Regions from separate parts of the Bicyclus anynana genome. Here region 2 is linked to region 1. The links are chromatin contacts, called in public Hi-C maps. All regions are on one chromosome and are shown on one strand. Each heading gives the region's core, a stretch centred on a gene start, on an enhancer-like site or on the middle of the called end of the contact. The rest is flanking DNA. Distances are from core to core; before and after follow the strand shown.

What was found. A called contact is a pair of places that touch in the nucleus more often than the background predicts.
Region 2: a contact with region 1 is called in a Hi-C map of whole body, with 2.0 times the contacts expected there. The contact joins two enhancer-like sites. A contact is called at or near these places in 2 of 2 Hi-C or Micro-C datasets (whole body and whole larva).

The regions. Positions count from the first base shown.
Region 1 is chr3:14,708,289-14,712,354 of ilBicAnyn1.1, reverse strand. No RefSeq gene overlaps it. Among protein-coding and RNA genes, the nearest start is that of LOC112052560, 14 kb to the left of the region's middle. Within about 2 kb of position 2,539, at least 6 of the 8 cell types and tissues checked have open chromatin away from gene starts, as enhancers often do.
Region 2 is chr3:14,817,556-14,821,600 of ilBicAnyn1.1, reverse strand. It overlaps LOC112052560 (serine/threonine-protein kinase svkA), which reads right to left. Exons shown (of 13, transcript XM_052891184.1): 4 at 368-660. Among protein-coding and RNA genes, the nearest start is that of LOC112052565, 84 kb to the left of the region's middle. Within about 2 kb of position 1,655, at least 2 of the 8 cell types and tissues checked have open chromatin away from gene starts, as enhancers often do.

The sequences.
Region 1 (4,066 bases), core at 1,290-3,789:
TTTGTAATACTTTCTGTATATTAGTTGCTCTTTTGTCGCAAAATTAAAACTCAACCCCTCGCCCCTTTATAAGAGACATTTAAAAAAATATCTGACATATTACATGTTTAGTACTTATTTCAAAAAGTTTAATATTTTTTTTTTTTTTACAAGTTAGCCCTTGACTACAATCTCACCTGATGGTAAGCGATGATGCAGTCTAAGGTGGAAGCGGACTAACTTGATAGGAGGAGGATGAAAATCCACACCCCTTTCGGATTCTACACGGCATCGTACCGGAACGCTAAATCGCTTGGCGGTACGTCTTTGCCGGTAGGGTGGTAACTAGCCACGGCCGAAGCCTCCCACCAGCCAGACCTGGACAAATTAAGAAAATCTCAATCCGCCCAGCCGGGGATCGAACCCAGGACCTCCGTTTTGTAAATCCACCGCGAATACCACTGCGCCACAGAGGCCGTCAAAATAATAATAATAAAATAAAAAAGCCACATTAAATTAAACCAATTATTCTTTTATTACTGCGGTTAATGCAACGGTATTATTGAGTTTCGTACCATTGAAACTTTCAACTAAACAACAACTATCAGTTGGTATTGCGGTGTCGGCGTTGTCTCTTGCTTAACAGTTTACATCATGAGCGGTCGGCACCAATTTCTATATTGTTTTGCGTCAAGTCAAGGTTATTGCGATAATTAATTTTTCATCTCCGCTAAACGTTTGTTTGCAATATAAGGTATTCAAGAAAATTGGCCACTTTTCATACATTGCTGGGCACAAATTTTGATTAATGAACCTATTACTTATCCAATTTGATCAATTAAGTAAATTACAAAATCAGTGTAATTTAGTAAATAATAATATCACTTTTAGACTGGTTTAATTTGGGTTGAATTGAAAGTTGCATTATCAAGATATGGCCAGTATAGTATAATAAAATGCACCATTTCAACAAAAAACACATATCAAAAATTATTTTTTATATATACCTAACAACTGTAATTTCTAATTGAGTATTTTTGATGATTTTGATTTATAATTACTTATCCAATTTGATCAATTAAGTAATTAACAAAATCAGTGTAATTTAGTAAATAATAATATCAGTTTTAGACTAGTTTAATTTGGGTTGAATTGAAAATTGCATTATCAAGATATGGGCCAGTATAGTATAATAAAATGCACCATTTCAACAAAAAACACATATCAAAAATTATATTTTATATATACCTAACAACTGTAAATTCTGATTGAGTATTTTTGATGATTTTGATTTATAATCATTTTGATTTTTAATCATGTTATTTTCTGTAATGTGCTGGGTCGAAATGGTCGGTATCTTTTCTACCTTTATCATAGTGATGGTGTGTTTGTAGAGACGTAGTACGATAGTCGTGCACAGAATTGCTGGCAATCACCGGACCCTCTACGTCTACGCCGTAACAGTCCCCCACAATGCCGCAATTTATTATTTTTATCCTGCTTATGGCTGCAATGCTTCATAATAAAGTGGCGACTAGTTAAACGATCGGTAAGTAGGGCAACCGGTGGGAACGTTGGGGTAATAGACGATATTATGCAACACCTCGCCTTTAACATCTTTTATTTTTTATTTAATTTTCATTTCTTTATTACTAGCAGTTTTCCTTACTTCACCCAACCTCTGACCCTTCAAAATTTCAAGCAAACAATTATCGTTATTTCAGCTGATTTACACAAAACCTTTACAAATTACCTAAACTTCTCATAAATCATTCTATCTATTGGTGAAAATCAATATGGTTTAAAGATTTTGTTGTCTCCTGTCCAGCTGATTTCTTTAAGAAGGGCATCAATAAAATGCCATGTAAAAATAAAATGCAATGTTGGCAAAGATGCATCGATTGCATTACTTCATTTAATACAAAAAAATGCGGCAATTTCATAGGTAAAAACCTAATATATTTCCAAATCAGTGCATGATATGGAAACAAAAATTTTGATAAACAAAAGGTTACGTATTGAGCATATTTAGTTTAATACTGATTAGCTTAGTCTATTTAATTATAATATTATGCAAAAGGTAGATATTTCTTTCAATGCATTCTTCATTTCATCTCTGTTCAATACATGTAAATAACTATTATAATTGAATAGAACGAACGGTTATTCGAGGAACTCTAATGTAATGATGTAATATTTCCTGTACCTAACTTATTGATTAAATTAACAAATATACCAATTGTAAATTGTCGGAATTAATTAAATTACAAAATAAACTTATTACTTATTCCTTATCGCATAACACACTTCCGCTTGTTAAGGGTCGTACGTGAAACTCCCGTCCCAATTTACTCCTTGAGGCAAACGTTTCATAATTACATATATTATACATAATTGATGTAAACATTGACTCGGTTACATAAAGTTTTATTTACGCAGCCTACGGTGACTGTTTCAACAGATCGATCGCACCGAACTGTGTGTATAAAAACCTTTTACTCTATAGGTCATACGCAATCAAAGTTATAGTACAAATTAAACGTGATGTCGTGTCGGCTCGTTACAAACACAAAGCAGTACAGTACCATACCCCCACCAAGAAACCCCACCTTTCACCCACGGACCCAATAGTTCACGTGAATCACGAAGCGGAGAGGTCAAAGGTCGATTTTAATATACTCTGCCATAAATAGAGCCTACAAGATCCAAAGCAATACAATTCAAGCTGGCTGATGAATCAATATTTGGAGTGTAGTTTAAAATGTCACTTGAAAGGCGATACATATTAATTATTAAATTATTTTGAGTAAGTATGCGCATGTTACTTCAACTTTAAAGAAATCCGTAAAGTGATACGTCACTTTCAAATAGATATCAATTTCAATAAATTCATACAGATTGAAACGAAATTAATTTTTTATTAGGTCTCAGCGCGATTTTTGTTAAGTAGGTATACGATGATCCACTTATACATATCGGACTGATCGCATCTAACGGATTTTTAATTACACGGTACATAAAATCCGTTCGATGTGATCCGTTCAATGCGAATCAATGGACGCACTAGTATGACTCACTATAAACAAAGAATACTAAAATGCGATGCGTACGACGCCGATCTGTGGACGCCTACCATTAATCTACCATTTTGAAAAGCCTATCTACGAGGGTATTTGTAACCGACAACTCACCCTTGCACGTGAGTTTTCTAGCATCAGTAACAACATGAAGACGGTAAAGCGCTAGACCGAAAGACGAAATTAGTATCTAAATGCTACTGAAACCAAGTTACACTTAGTACATTTAGAAATTCTCACAATGGGTTATCAACGTCACAATAAAAGAATACTACATATACTTACATATCAGAGACTTCTCAGTAAAAAAAAATATTCGCTTTGAACATGGGGCCCAAGTGTCTACACACTTAACGTTATAACAGTGAACAACGCAGTCGCAAGGTGCCTGCCTCTATCAAAGAGACACGGTATTTCGAAATTCAGAAAAGTCAAACAAAACCAACTATGTCTGGCTCGGCAGGTGTTTACATTGTACGACAAACATTACAATGTTACCAAACTACTAACGTCGCTTTGGAAATTATCCAAGATGCCGGTTCAGACGACGGCTTTATATTGCATAAACTGTGGGCCACGATCCGGAAAGCTGTAAGCAAATACTATCTGCTATAAAGGCGACAGAATCTGCGTCAAGCGTCAAAAACGTATTGTATTCAACCGGCAATCTCTCGAAATATAGCTCCAAATTGTAGTGATTCCAGTTGAAGCAGCAACTAAATTGAGAATTTTATAGCCCGTGGCAGTTCCCTTTCTCGTGGGAATATGGGGATAAAACATAGCCATCACACATCGAAAATAACATAGCATTTTATTGGTAATTTTTTTTTAAATCGTTTAGTTTGATCTAGAGATTACCCCTTTAGTTAGCCCGCTTCCATCTTAGATTGCATCATCTCTGCATCATTGCATCAGGTGAGATTGCAGTCAAGGGCTAACTTGTAAAGAATATATAGAAAAATAAAGTATAGATGCACTCGAACTCATGGACTTCGTAGTTTTTTTTGACG
Region 2 (4,045 bases), core at 406-2,905, 110 kb before region 1:
GAAAGGGTTTCGAATATCTGCCGGTCAGTTATAGGGGATTGTTCTTGGGTATGAGGAACAACACTCTCATGGGGTGCAGTTCCCAGAAGTGTGGCCACATTAAAACCAGTAGTTGGACTTCATACTAGAGGTCGAAACGCGAGCTATACCTACGCACCTCGAACGTGGGGTGATCGTAGGGTGAAGACAGTCGCGACTGTGCCGCGGTGACGAACGCACGGTGTATTGGATTTTTTAATTATGACGACTAGGAAAAAAAGCCTCGCAACTAGTGGGCTATTATTTTTATAAAGTTTGTATAAAAATAATAGCCCACAGAAGTGAGGATCTCCAATCGCCAGCTCGATAAGGTACAACAAGCACTTACATTTTCGGGGTCCTTATTCAAGCACGCCTCGACGAACTCTTTGAAGGGTTTCGAATAGCTGCCGGTCAGTTGTGGGGGGTTGTTCTTGGGTATGAGGAACAGCACTCTCATGGGGTGCAGCTCTGAGTTGGGGGGCTCTCCCTTCGCTAGTTCTATGGCAGTGATGCCCAGTGACCAGATGTCCGCTTTGCTGTCGTAGCACGACTGTTTTATGACCTCGGGCGCCATCCAAAACGGCGTACCGACGAATGTGTTCCTTTTGCTAGTTGTGTTTGTTAATTGGCCCGCGACACCTGAAAATATCAACATAAAATATTGTTAGATTAGAATCTGAATATGTTGAACTAAACCACTTTAATGTCAGCCACTGACGATCAAGTAATCTCACATGCCTGCAGCGCTAACGTCTTGACAGCCGATAAAACTGATCGTGTTGGTCGCGATGTGAATGACATCATACCGATCGCAACCAACACACGGTCAGTTTTATCGGACGTCAAGCCGTTAGCGCTGCAGGCTTGTGAGATTACTTGATAGTCAATGGTTGACATAATAGAAACTAAAAGGGTTATTAAATTTCATATTAATAATTGTTTCACACCAAAAGTAAGAAAGTGCAACACCACCAACTTTTCGTAGGGGTAGAAAATTCTTACAAAAAAATCTTTGGAAGAACGAAAAGCTCAATATTTCACATCACGAGCCAAGCTTCGAACCCAGAAGCTGCGAGTCCGAAATTACGTAGGCAAACTACTGGACCTGAATGAAATAATTACTTTGATTTGATATGTACCTCGTACTCGTACTTTAAAGATTTTTTCATGTTTTGATTTTCACGTCCAAAACATGAAACTGCTAAAAAAAAATCGGATGGACCGAAATAGAATTTACAAAAAAAAAAAAACCAAAAAAGCACACTTGCAAATTGCTCTCCCATTTTAGACAATAGTCGCCGCTCTATTATTTGGACGACTAAACTCCAAAACGGCGAACAAACAAAACGGCGGGACCAAAAAAAAATCCCCTCTTCCATAACAAACGATATAGCAGTTACAGTTTGAAATATTCTTAAAGGAACAAGAACACTTTGGCACTCGTCCTTCTCGTCTGTTCAGAGACCCGACGCCACTCTAGATGTCGACTCTAGCCCTCCCCCGCTCTCGACGTAATAAAATAAGTTTGTGGAAAATATACAGGCGGAGTTTTACATCGGCATCGTAAGTAAGCTCGACTGCATTTAGTGTTGACTCCGCGGGCACACATAGCATGCATATGCAACTGTTTCAAATATTGACTGTTGGCTTTAAGCCAGCCTCTACAGAGACGTAGGAGTAAATTAGAGCACCGTCTATACCAACGTATAAGACAGTGCATTCAATTGAGTTTATATAAAACTAGAAAACGCCCCGCGGTTTCACCTGCGTACCGATGGGAAAGCAGTGATAAAATATAGCCTGTGAAAATCACAAATGACGTGGCTTTTAGCAAAAAAATTAAAAAATCGGTTCAGTACATTCATAGATTACCCCCTACAACCTCACCAATGTTACCTCTTTACATTATTAGAGTTATACGAATATGAACGGACGTTACCTACAGTAGATTGTAGGTAGTAGGATTGCATTTATATTATGCGATTATAATCATGACATAACATAATGAGGTTAATAGAATTAATTTATTAAAAGCTTAATTTTTTATCTAAATGTGATAATAAATAACACAATGACTGATTATGAGAATGAATTTAAAACTAAGAAAACAATACCAAGTAAACTAAACACATCGACATACTCGCTGGCGATTAGCACTTATATCAGCTGTACCTACCAAAACTAAGTTTTACGAAAATCCCCCAAATCGTGATCGTCTTAGCCGACTAGTCCGACCAATTAGTCTTCATAGTCGACTAGTCGACCAAAGTCATATTCGGCACATCTCTAATAATCTCTAATAATATAATAAATCTGTAGAGAGGTCAATCCTGTACATGAAATATATTTCAAAAATAATGGGGTAATAAGGCGGTGATTAGTGATCGATACTGATGCCAAAAATGCAATCAATAAAATTTTTGTCTGTATGTTTGTTATAGAAACAAAAACTACTCGAAGGATTTTAACGAAACTTGGTTGGTACAATTATTCTTCATACTCCTGGGCAGGTTATAGTATACTTTTCATCACGCTACGGTCAATAGGAGCAGAACAGTGAAGGGAAATGTTGGGAAAAAGTAAGATGTTACTCCAATTTTACAGCGATACTACTGTAAAGGCTGGATTAAAGAGGTCTAAGGGCGGACAAAGTCGCGAACGCCCGCTAGTCTCTAATAATATTGTTTCCTATACGAGTACTAACCAGCAATCCTTTAGGTGGTTATTATAAAGCGTGTTCCACATTCGCGGCACGAACGCAACGTAGACTCCACACTCTCAAAATTTCAGAGTTTGGTTTGCACTCTCCAAAGAGCGAGTGTAAGCGCGTATAATAAGTTAGAATTACAAATCTACTAGAATATATGAATGGTTTCTGGTATTCTCTATTTCACATATCCGAAGAATAGTCAGCAATTATTTTCCTGGGAGTATCTTCTGAAGTTACTCGACTGATCAAATCGCAAGTTCAACAATACTCAAAGGTCATCTACTTAAAATACCACAAAAAGGTTTGAAAACAAAAACACAAAATGGGTTATACCTAGATTTATTAAGTACAGACAGATATAAACAAAGAATCCATTATGACTGTAGATAGATTATAATCCGTATGCTTATCGTAATGAAGATAAATTAACACAGATTGTTAAAACAACATCGACACAAACACGATGTCACTTCCTACTGTAAAAAAACACTTTGTAATATTGTTTTAACGCCGATCTTCGCTATGGGCTATGGCGTAACGTTTCATATATATTTATAAGCTGTAGGTATGTAACGTCACTCATCTCACATAGCCTTAAAACTACTTTGTACGAAAACTACTTGTAACTATTTCTGCGAAGAAAAATCTCAAAAAGAGAAAAATAGATAAATATTTAAGATAATATTTCATTTTACTGTACGTCTACACTAAATTGAAATATCTAAAGTCAGTTTAAATCATTGTTTAAAAAATTATCATGTTGACAAATTAGAATTTTTTAAACCGCACGCCAAAAATACAATACTAATTGCTCGACATTAATTTGTACGCATATTATACAGACGGCAAAGTTTGTGGGGGCAACTTCTGGATCTACTGGACCGATTTTGAAAATTCTTTTACCAACAGAAAGCCACGTTATTTGTAAGTGACATAGGCTATATTTCATCTACGTAATCCCACGGGCGTGGGAACTACGCGTATGAGAAATCGCGAAGCGTCAGTTACTTAAAATAAACAAATTCTTTGCATCCATTATGGTCATTACCAATTTGAGAGCCGTGATAGCCCAGTGGATATAACTTCTGTCTCCGATTCCGGAGGGTGTGGGTTCGAATCCGGCCCGGGGCATGCATGCACCTCCAACTTTTTACTTGTGTGCTTTTAAGAAATTAAATATCACGGTTTCTCTAACGGTGAAGGAAAAGCATCGAGAGGAAACCTGCATACAAGAGTATTCTCTTAATTCGCATTGGGCCAGCGTGATGGACTATTGAGTTGGCCTAAACGCAACGTACATACACAACCAAATAC